Regions from separate parts of the Rattus norvegicus genome. Here region 1 is linked to region 2. The links are chromatin contacts, called in public Hi-C maps. All regions are on one chromosome and are shown on one strand. The core of a region is the stretch at or near the end of the contact, and the rest is flanking DNA. Distances in the headings are between cores, read along the strand shown.

The links. A called contact is a pair of places that touch in the nucleus more often than the background predicts.
Region 1: a Hi-C map of hepatocytes shows a contact between it and region 2, with 2.5 times the contacts expected there. The contact joins the promoter of Sik2 here to the promoter of Ppp2r1b in region 2. A contact is called at or near these places in 11 of 12 Hi-C or Micro-C datasets (the A7r5 cell line, the Rat2 cell line, frontal cortex and 6 more) and 1 of 1 datasets of contacts at active chromatin or transcription factors (oligodendrocytes).

The regions. Positions count from the first base shown.
Region 1 is chr8:60,219,657-60,223,355 of GRCr8, reverse strand. It overlaps Sik2 (salt-inducible kinase 2), which reads left to right and starts at 1,706. Exons shown (of 16, transcript NM_001427328.1): 1 at 1,706-1,980. The coding sequence starts at 1,846. It overlaps LOC120094336 (a long non-coding RNA gene), which reads right to left and starts at 1,597. Exons shown (of 3, transcript XR_005488650.2): 1 at 890-1,597.
Region 2 is chr8:60,090,627-60,094,753 of GRCr8, reverse strand. It overlaps Ppp2r1b (protein phosphatase 2 scaffold subunit A beta), which reads right to left and starts at 2,195. Exons shown (of 15, transcript NM_001025418.1): 1 at 2,080-2,195; 2 at 1,237-1,327; 3 at 524-624. The coding sequence starts at 2,193. LOC134480165 (a long non-coding RNA gene) reads left to right here and starts at 2,206. Exons shown (of 4, transcript XR_010054379.1): 1 at 2,206-2,397; 2 at 3,132-3,223; 3 at 3,483-3,663.

The DNA.
Region 1 (3,699 bases), core at 457-2,956, 130 kb before region 2:
GATAATTTCTACTTGCGTCCTCCTCTCATTTATCCCTCCCGGGAACATAGCTCAGTGCTACAATACTTGCCTAGCATGTGTACAGTTCTGAGTTTTGAGTTTCCTCAGTTAGAGGAGGGGGTGGGTGGGAATAGAGATTTAGTAGGGCTTATCACATATATCATATTTCTGAGAGCCTGTCTTTAAAAAGTTAAAGTGAAAATATGAGGTATGGGCTCCTTTTAAGTTTTTAATGTGGGTTGGGAATGGTGATACCTGCTTTTAATCTCAGCACTCGGGAGACATCTCTGTTAGGTATGAGCCAGCCTGGCCTATGTGGCAAGTTACAGGTTACCTAAGGCTACATAGTGAGACGCTGTTTAAAAAACAAAACAAAACAAAACAAAATGACAACACAAAAAAGCAATGTAGTGCCTAAGAGATGGCACATTGGATCAAGTTACCTACAGTGACTATCCCTAGGGCCACAGTGGAAGGCTAGAACCAACTCACACACCCTGTCCTCTGACTTCTACACAAAATGAAATGTAAAAGTAATATGTTATAGTGTATTTCTAAAATTGTTCTTTTTGATATTTAGATTGGCTCAGATTTGTCAGTGGTGGGTCCCTTCAAACTGTCTTCTCTTTTGACATATCCTTCCTGTCGTATACAAAAGATCCCCTTGTTTACTCAGATAAGATCTTAGATCATCTTAGAATTGCCCTGTCTGCCTTGGACTCAGTCATTACTTCCAATGAATTGAGTTTCTTTTAATGGACAATGGGTACCCAGGAACCAAGGTCTGGACACACATAATATATTTCAAGATATTAAAATGTTGCTGTTTACTTAGGTCCACCATACGGAAGACCAGTGTGATGGGTTATAATTAGAATTCTAGCATTACCTGTGCGACGTTGGCAACTCCCTTCGTTCTAGCAGCCTGCTCCATCATCTGGAAACAAATCGGATTAGGTACCTTTTAACCGTTTACAAGTTCCCAAAGCCTTTTAGGATAATACAGGGTCACCTCTCCCCAGAGACAGGCTCAACTAAGCAAAACTCTGCCTATGATGCAGAAGTTCCAGGCTTCAAAGCCTCTTAGGAGTTCCGAATTCCGGACTTAATCATCTCTTCAGCGCTGGCATTTTTTTTTTCCTTTTTTTGCAAGTGACTGACTGCTGTGAATAGAAATCCTCAGAGATGTCAAAAAGTGGAAAGACGTATATAGTACCGAGAAGGGAGCTAAAAAGAACACAAAGAAAAGAGGCTGTGAGCAGTGCGTTGCTCAGCCACGGTGCTCTTCGGGCTCCAAATTTAGCGCTGCAGTCCGCTGAGGGAGAGGTTTTGGCGGGAAGGGCTGCCCGGGCGGAGAATGCCGGGTGACCCTACAGGAGACGCTCCCAGTGCATCCTCGGCGCGGCCCACCAGGGCTCGCTCTTGCGCTTCTGCTGGAAGACAAGAGGAGCAGGGCGGAGCGGACAGACGGCGACCCCGCCCCCGGCCGCGACGCCCTCCTCAGCCCTGTCAGGCCTTGCAGCGGCCGGAAGCCTCGTGCCTGCCCGACCCGCGTGCCGCCCCTCCCTCCCGCCCCCGACGTCGGCGGCGCTGCGGTAGTCATGGTGACCGATGGAGGCCCGCCCCCGCCCCCTGCCCCGGCCCCCTGACGTCGGCGCACGTCAGCGCCGGCGCGCGCCTGGCTGGGCCCTGTGGGGCGGGAGGGAAGCAGCGCCCGGGCGAGAGCCGCGGCCGTCGCCCAGAGCCCAGGCGCGCCGCCCGACGCCCTCCTGCCCGCTCCGCGCCGCTTCGTGCCGGCCCCTTCGTTCACGCTCCCGTCGTCGTGTTCTGCAGCGGGGGCCAAGCATGGTCATGGCGGATGGCCCGAGGCACTTGCAGCGCGGGCCGGTCCGGGTGGGGTTCTACGACATCGAGGGCACGCTGGGCAAGGGCAACTTCGCCGTGGTGAAGCTGGGGCGGCACCGGATCACCAAGACGGAGGTGCGGCCCCGGGGTTCGGCGGGAGCGTGGCGTGGTTGCGCCCCGGGTAGGGAACGGCGGGCCTGGCACTGCGGGGACCACGGGGTGCAGGTCGAGTGTGTGTAGGGTGTCCCCGGGAAGCCACACAGTCTTCCGTCCCGAGTCTCCCACCCGGGAACCTGGTCTGTGGCCTCGGCTCCCGAGCACAAGTTCCGCGTCTTCCCGGCTTTTGGCTGGGGGTGGGGTGGGAAGGGAAGTCTCGGTGCTCCGGGGCCGCACGGGGACCAATGTCGCCGGCCGGAGAAGGGGACCAGCAGCTCCCGGGCTCGGCGGACGCGGAGCGCGGCCCGGACCTAGTGTCCTTCTCTGTCCGGCGAGAAGGGGGTGCCGCAGACCGGACCGGTGCGGACGGACCGCTGTCCATCTTCTCTGCTTTGGGCCCGCAGAGTCTCTGATTCGGTGCCTTGACTGGCTTGAGCACTTGCAGTGGCTATAGCAAATACACCAGACAATAGAGCTGTTAAAAATGGTCATCTCAGCCCTGCACCGTTCTCTGGGGTTGTCCCTTTACCAGGTGTGCATGCTGGCTCGGAGCACACATTCCTTAAGCCACATCAGATGGACTCTACTCAGCCCTCAACTGGCTTCCTGACATTGACTTTCCAGCATCCCCCCTCCGTGGTACATTCTAAGGCACCGCACATATTTTCTCCCCAAGTCTCTGTTCTTACCTAGCCCACCCTCTTCCTTCCATTGCCTCAAGCTGCTCTCCTCGGGGTCTCTATTTTAAGACGTGCAAATTAAATACCTTGGAAAAAACGATCGCAACACTACCATTTCTTAGACTACAACATAGTGGTTTTGACGTACTATATTCTGCCTTGTGATTCTACTGGAGTTTCACCGGTTTCCAGTTTCTCTCCTCCGTTTTCATCCTTTTCGGGTTTTTTTTCCCTAATACGTTCTTAAGAACGTTCTAACCTTTGAATGTAGAACCCCCCCCGCCGCCCCCCTCCCATGACTTACGTAAGGTGAAGGGCATTTAAAAGCTTTACTGTTCTCTTAGCAGTTGTACTTAAAAGTTTTGCTTCATGTCCATTTCCATAAAGAAGGAGGGTATGTCTAACACGTCTTCATTTTTGTTTAGCCTCACAAATCCCCGACATACCACCTAAATCTTTCTTCTTTAGGGCATCAGTACCAAGGTCAAAATTTTTCCTTTTACGATTTTACCAGTGTTACGAATCTAGATTGCCTGTAATGATAAGCATATTGACATTACCAAAATTTTGCATAGCTTAATCTGATCCCAGCATTTTTTTTAATGAATAAAGTTGTTTCAGTTTTGTAAAGAGCTATGGCCAAATGTTATACCTTTACTCCGATGTTAAATTAAAAGGAAGTATCTTAAATGGGTGTATTTATGACTTTTCAATGACTGCCAAAAATAGCACATTACAGAGAGAGTCACATTGGTTACATTGTTGGAGACCAAATCCGTTCATACAATTTTTTTCTCATTAGCAATCTTTAGTAGTCAGCTGTTGTCAGAGTTTAAAGTTGTATCTGAGATCTGAGAGCTGCTTCGGTGGAGCTGATGGCAATTTACACTTTCTCTGGAGGGTGACAACTCTGATGGGTGTCCCTTTCAAACTGATTTTTTTTTAGGAAGCCGGCTAGGGGGCACTGTGGAGCAACACTGCCTATGCCTGTCAGATTAGTAACATTCGTGATTGAAGA
Region 2 (4,127 bases), core at 946-3,445:
GAACCACGGGAGCCAGAATTGAATACGCAATGCTTAAACCCCTAAACAGACAGTCCTGCCTTGTCTAGCTGGTCAGTTTCTAGTCATTCTTTAAAGCCCAGTTCATCAGCATAATGGTACATACCTTGAATCTTAGCAATCTGGAGAGAGAGGCAGGAGGTTCTCTGCGAGTTCAAAGCTAGCCTGGTCTAAATAGACTTCCAAGTCAACCAAGGTTACATAACAAGGGTTGTCTCAAAAAATACAAACAAAAGAAAAGGGGGAAACCAAATCAAGTTCTTTCCCTCCGCATCGCTAAACTGGTAAGTCTGTAGAGATAGAAATGAGTTCTTATATTCGGCTGATAGAATAAGAACTGAGTGTCATCATTACTAAAGCACCTACATTATTCACTCAACTACATTATTATCCTCTGCCCATAAGAGCTGCATAAAAAGCTGCAATGTGTCTATCACCAGCTAATAAAGGCACTGCGGGTCCTACAAAGTTCCCAAAGGCATGCAGAACAGAGACAAGTACTCACCAGCAGACAGTGGGCAAAGTCAGGGCCTCCCACCAAACCAGTGAAATTCCCCAGCTGCTCGGCAAGAGCTAACAGCACCTCATCTTCATCATAAATTGTATCTGAAAAGAACGACAGTTGGTTACCCATGGGGGAAAGTGCCACTGAGCTGGTACTCACAAGGCTGCTGCAACTTGAATCCTAAAAGCATTGTCTTCCCCCTCTAAACCAGAAGTCTTCCTGAATGTCTCACAGAATTACTAAGAAATTCATGTCCTGCGGCTGGAGAGATGGCTTGCTGGTTAAGGCCACTGGCTGCTCTTCCAGAGGAGCAGGGCTCAATGCCCAGCAACCACATGGCAGCTCACAACTGTCTCTAACTCCAGTCCCAGGGGATCTGACACTTTCACACAGACATACACGCAGGCAAAACACTAGTATCATTTCAAAAGAAATTCACATTTCACATCAATTACCTTCCCATTAACTATACGGTTTTTGTTTGAGTATGTCTAGCTGTATGTAGCACTTCTGTACACCTTGAAGAAGGATTGCACACCTGCTCAATCTAGTACTTATCAATACTCCAGGTAACTATGTATAAATATATATATATATATGTATATATATATATATAGAGAGAGAGAGAGAGGAGAGAGAGAGAGAGAGAGAGAGAGAGAGAGAGAGAGAGCGCCAAAGGGAAATGGGGCGTGTTTCTTTCAAAGGACACATACCTGTAAGGAAAGGCAGCAGTTCAGTTCGAGTCCTTTCTACCCCGAGTGCTAGAGCAATAGTTGATAACTTCTTAATACTGTTGAGACGGAGCTTTAAAAATAAAGTGGGAGGAAGAACAAAGCAAAGCGATTATTGCAATTCAGGTCAAAGAAGCAAATAGGTGAGATGACTGGGACACAGTATACAAGGATGGATGAATGAGACTTTCACTTAGATCTCATTCCTAGGAAAACTCAAGGACCGTTTAACACGTTATTAGCCAGAAGCTATCCTAGGGAGAACACTGAAGGGCCGGGGAAGAAATGAATGAATGAAAACACGCGGACAGTGAGAGATTCTTTAAAGAGAGAACTCTGGACGGAAAGAAGCAGGTGAAACGGTTAAGTACAACTCCTCCCTTTCAGGGAAAAGTTCCATCACAACTGATGATGCACCTCTCATCTGGGTTAATCAGCTGCGGAGCTCTTTCCACCCTACCAGCCCAGCTAGTTTGCCTGACGACAGACACTCCGCAGCACTTCAAAGGGAACCCTGGCCCCGGGCCGCTCCCCTGCTCCGGGCAGCCCCGCAACTCGTCAGCGCTCGTTCACCCGAGGCGCGAACTGGTTCCCCGCCCACTGCCAGGAGCAGATGGACGCCACCGCCCCAGAGGGTCGAGGGAGGGCAGCCGGAGCTGAGAGGGACCACCGCGGACCCGCCGCCCCACGCCTTGGTCCCGTTCGGTCCCGAGGCTGAATACGACTCTCCCACCCCGGGGTCGTCCCTAAGGCTGAGCCGGCCTTCCAGCTTCCCTACCATGTGCGCTTCCGCCCTCGCCTCGGCTCCCCAGCCCAGCCTAGTACCTGCACGTCCTCATTGCGGAGCTCGTCGATTAAAACCGCGATCGGGTAGAGTGAATCGTCTCCATCTCCGCCCGCTGCCCCCGGAACGGTCCCTGGCCCTGCTGCGCCCGCCATGTTCTTTCTCCTCTGGCTGGTCGCCGCCGAAGGCCCCGCGCCCAGGCCACGCCCAGCACCCGGGCCACGCCCCACGCTCAGGCCACGCCCCACACACAAGCAGGCGGGGCTAAATCCAATCCGACGGCTCTGAGGAACCGATGGAGTCAAGTTTTTTCCCTGCGCGTGGAGGCTCCGGCCTGACCCCCATTGCTGGAACTGAAGGTCTGAACTCCAGAAGAAGGGAGGGCTGAAAAAACCAATGGAACCCCTGCATCCTTTCCCCAGCCGAAAGAAACAAGGGCAGGGATTCATCGTCTGCTTGCTGTGCTCTGAAGGAGAGGGGCCTTAATGATGGGTGCTGAGCCTCAGTAGAACTCAAAGACCGGCCAGGAGGAAGAAGCTTTAACACCTCCCCCGCCACCCCCAACTTAATGCTGGCCCTGAGCCGCTGGGTCTCGGCCTTTATTTCCCCCTGGGCGACAAGCCCACACACACACACACACACACACACACACATCTTCCTCTGGTCTGTTTGCCAGAATCCTGGCTGGCTCCTGCTCCTTAAGACAAATAATGAGGGCGGTGAGAGAAAATGAACCGTGCTGTCCAAACTCCCCAGTCAATATTTTTTCCACGCAAGCTGTTCAAAACATGCTGCTCTCTTGTTTTCGTGTTTCTTTTTCAGTGTGGTACTGGAATGGCGCCTTCTGTTGTATTGTCTTTTTTTTTTTTTTTTTTTTTTTTTTCCTTTACCAAGAAACACAACAACCTAGCGTAATTGGGCCCAGTTTTATTCTCCCCAATTCAGTGCGGATGGAAACTGGCCTCCCTAAACCTCCAGGAGTTTAAAGGGCCCCAGGAGAAGGTGGTCTGAGCATTTTCACACAGAATTTAATGGAAATTTTCCACTTACCCTAAGGAACAGCACAAAGTGACTATCTCTCTTTTCAACTTAGATATAAGCAACTTAGATTGGAAGCTCTGTCCAAGTTCTCAGATGACACGATTTTGTGCATTAAGGAAATTGTCATTAATAAATGCAACTTAGGTAAGATTTTTATTTTCTTTTTAAAGCATGGGACTCCTACTAGAAGATGGGAGATAGTTAGTCTTTCATATTCAAAGCTTGAAAACCAACAGACTTCAGTTTTGGGTTTGTTTGGTTTTGTTTTTCAACTTCTGTACACGAATGAATGCTTAAAGGCGCTCATTTCGATAACTTTTAAAAATCATTTAAGGCATGGTCTGGACCGCAGGGGTGGCTATTTTTTAATTACAAAAAATGTGTATGTGTGTTATATACACAGGAGCCGCTGAACAAGTAGTCAAAGGACAGCTTGCAGAGCGGGTTTTTACCAAGTGGGTTCCAGTGACTGAACTCTGGTTGTCAGAGTTGGTGACACACACCCTTATCCACTGAGCCATCTAGCTGGCCCCCAAGAACTACCTGAATCAGCCTTGCCACACGATTTCAGCACCTGTATTTGCGTGAGTTTCAACACAGCTTTTATTGTTCTGGGCTCGTAAGAAGTGAACAGAGGTGGCAGTTAAATGAAAAAATATGTTTTTGTGCACAAAATAAAAGCTAAAGGGCATCAAGCAATTATAGTCTCAGTGTTTCTAAACGTGGTGAGAAAATGAAGAAACTCGAGGCATGAGTGTGCCCAACCCTAAAGAAGGTGAGCTTCAGCCGGCGAGCCCAGACTCACAAAGCGAGACTTGGCTTAAGTATCAGACACATTTGTCATATTGAATTGCAAAAATATCAACATTGTTGATTTTAATAATATTGGTCTTGTGGCTTCATTTGTATTTAACTTGTAGATCTGGTTTTGTAGACGTTTAAAGACTGTAGTTTTAAAAGAATATAATATCGCTTTATATTTGAAAATTTAAGTAACATTTAATAACTTGACCGAGTTCTTGGGATTTTTTATTTTTTTCTCTTTAAA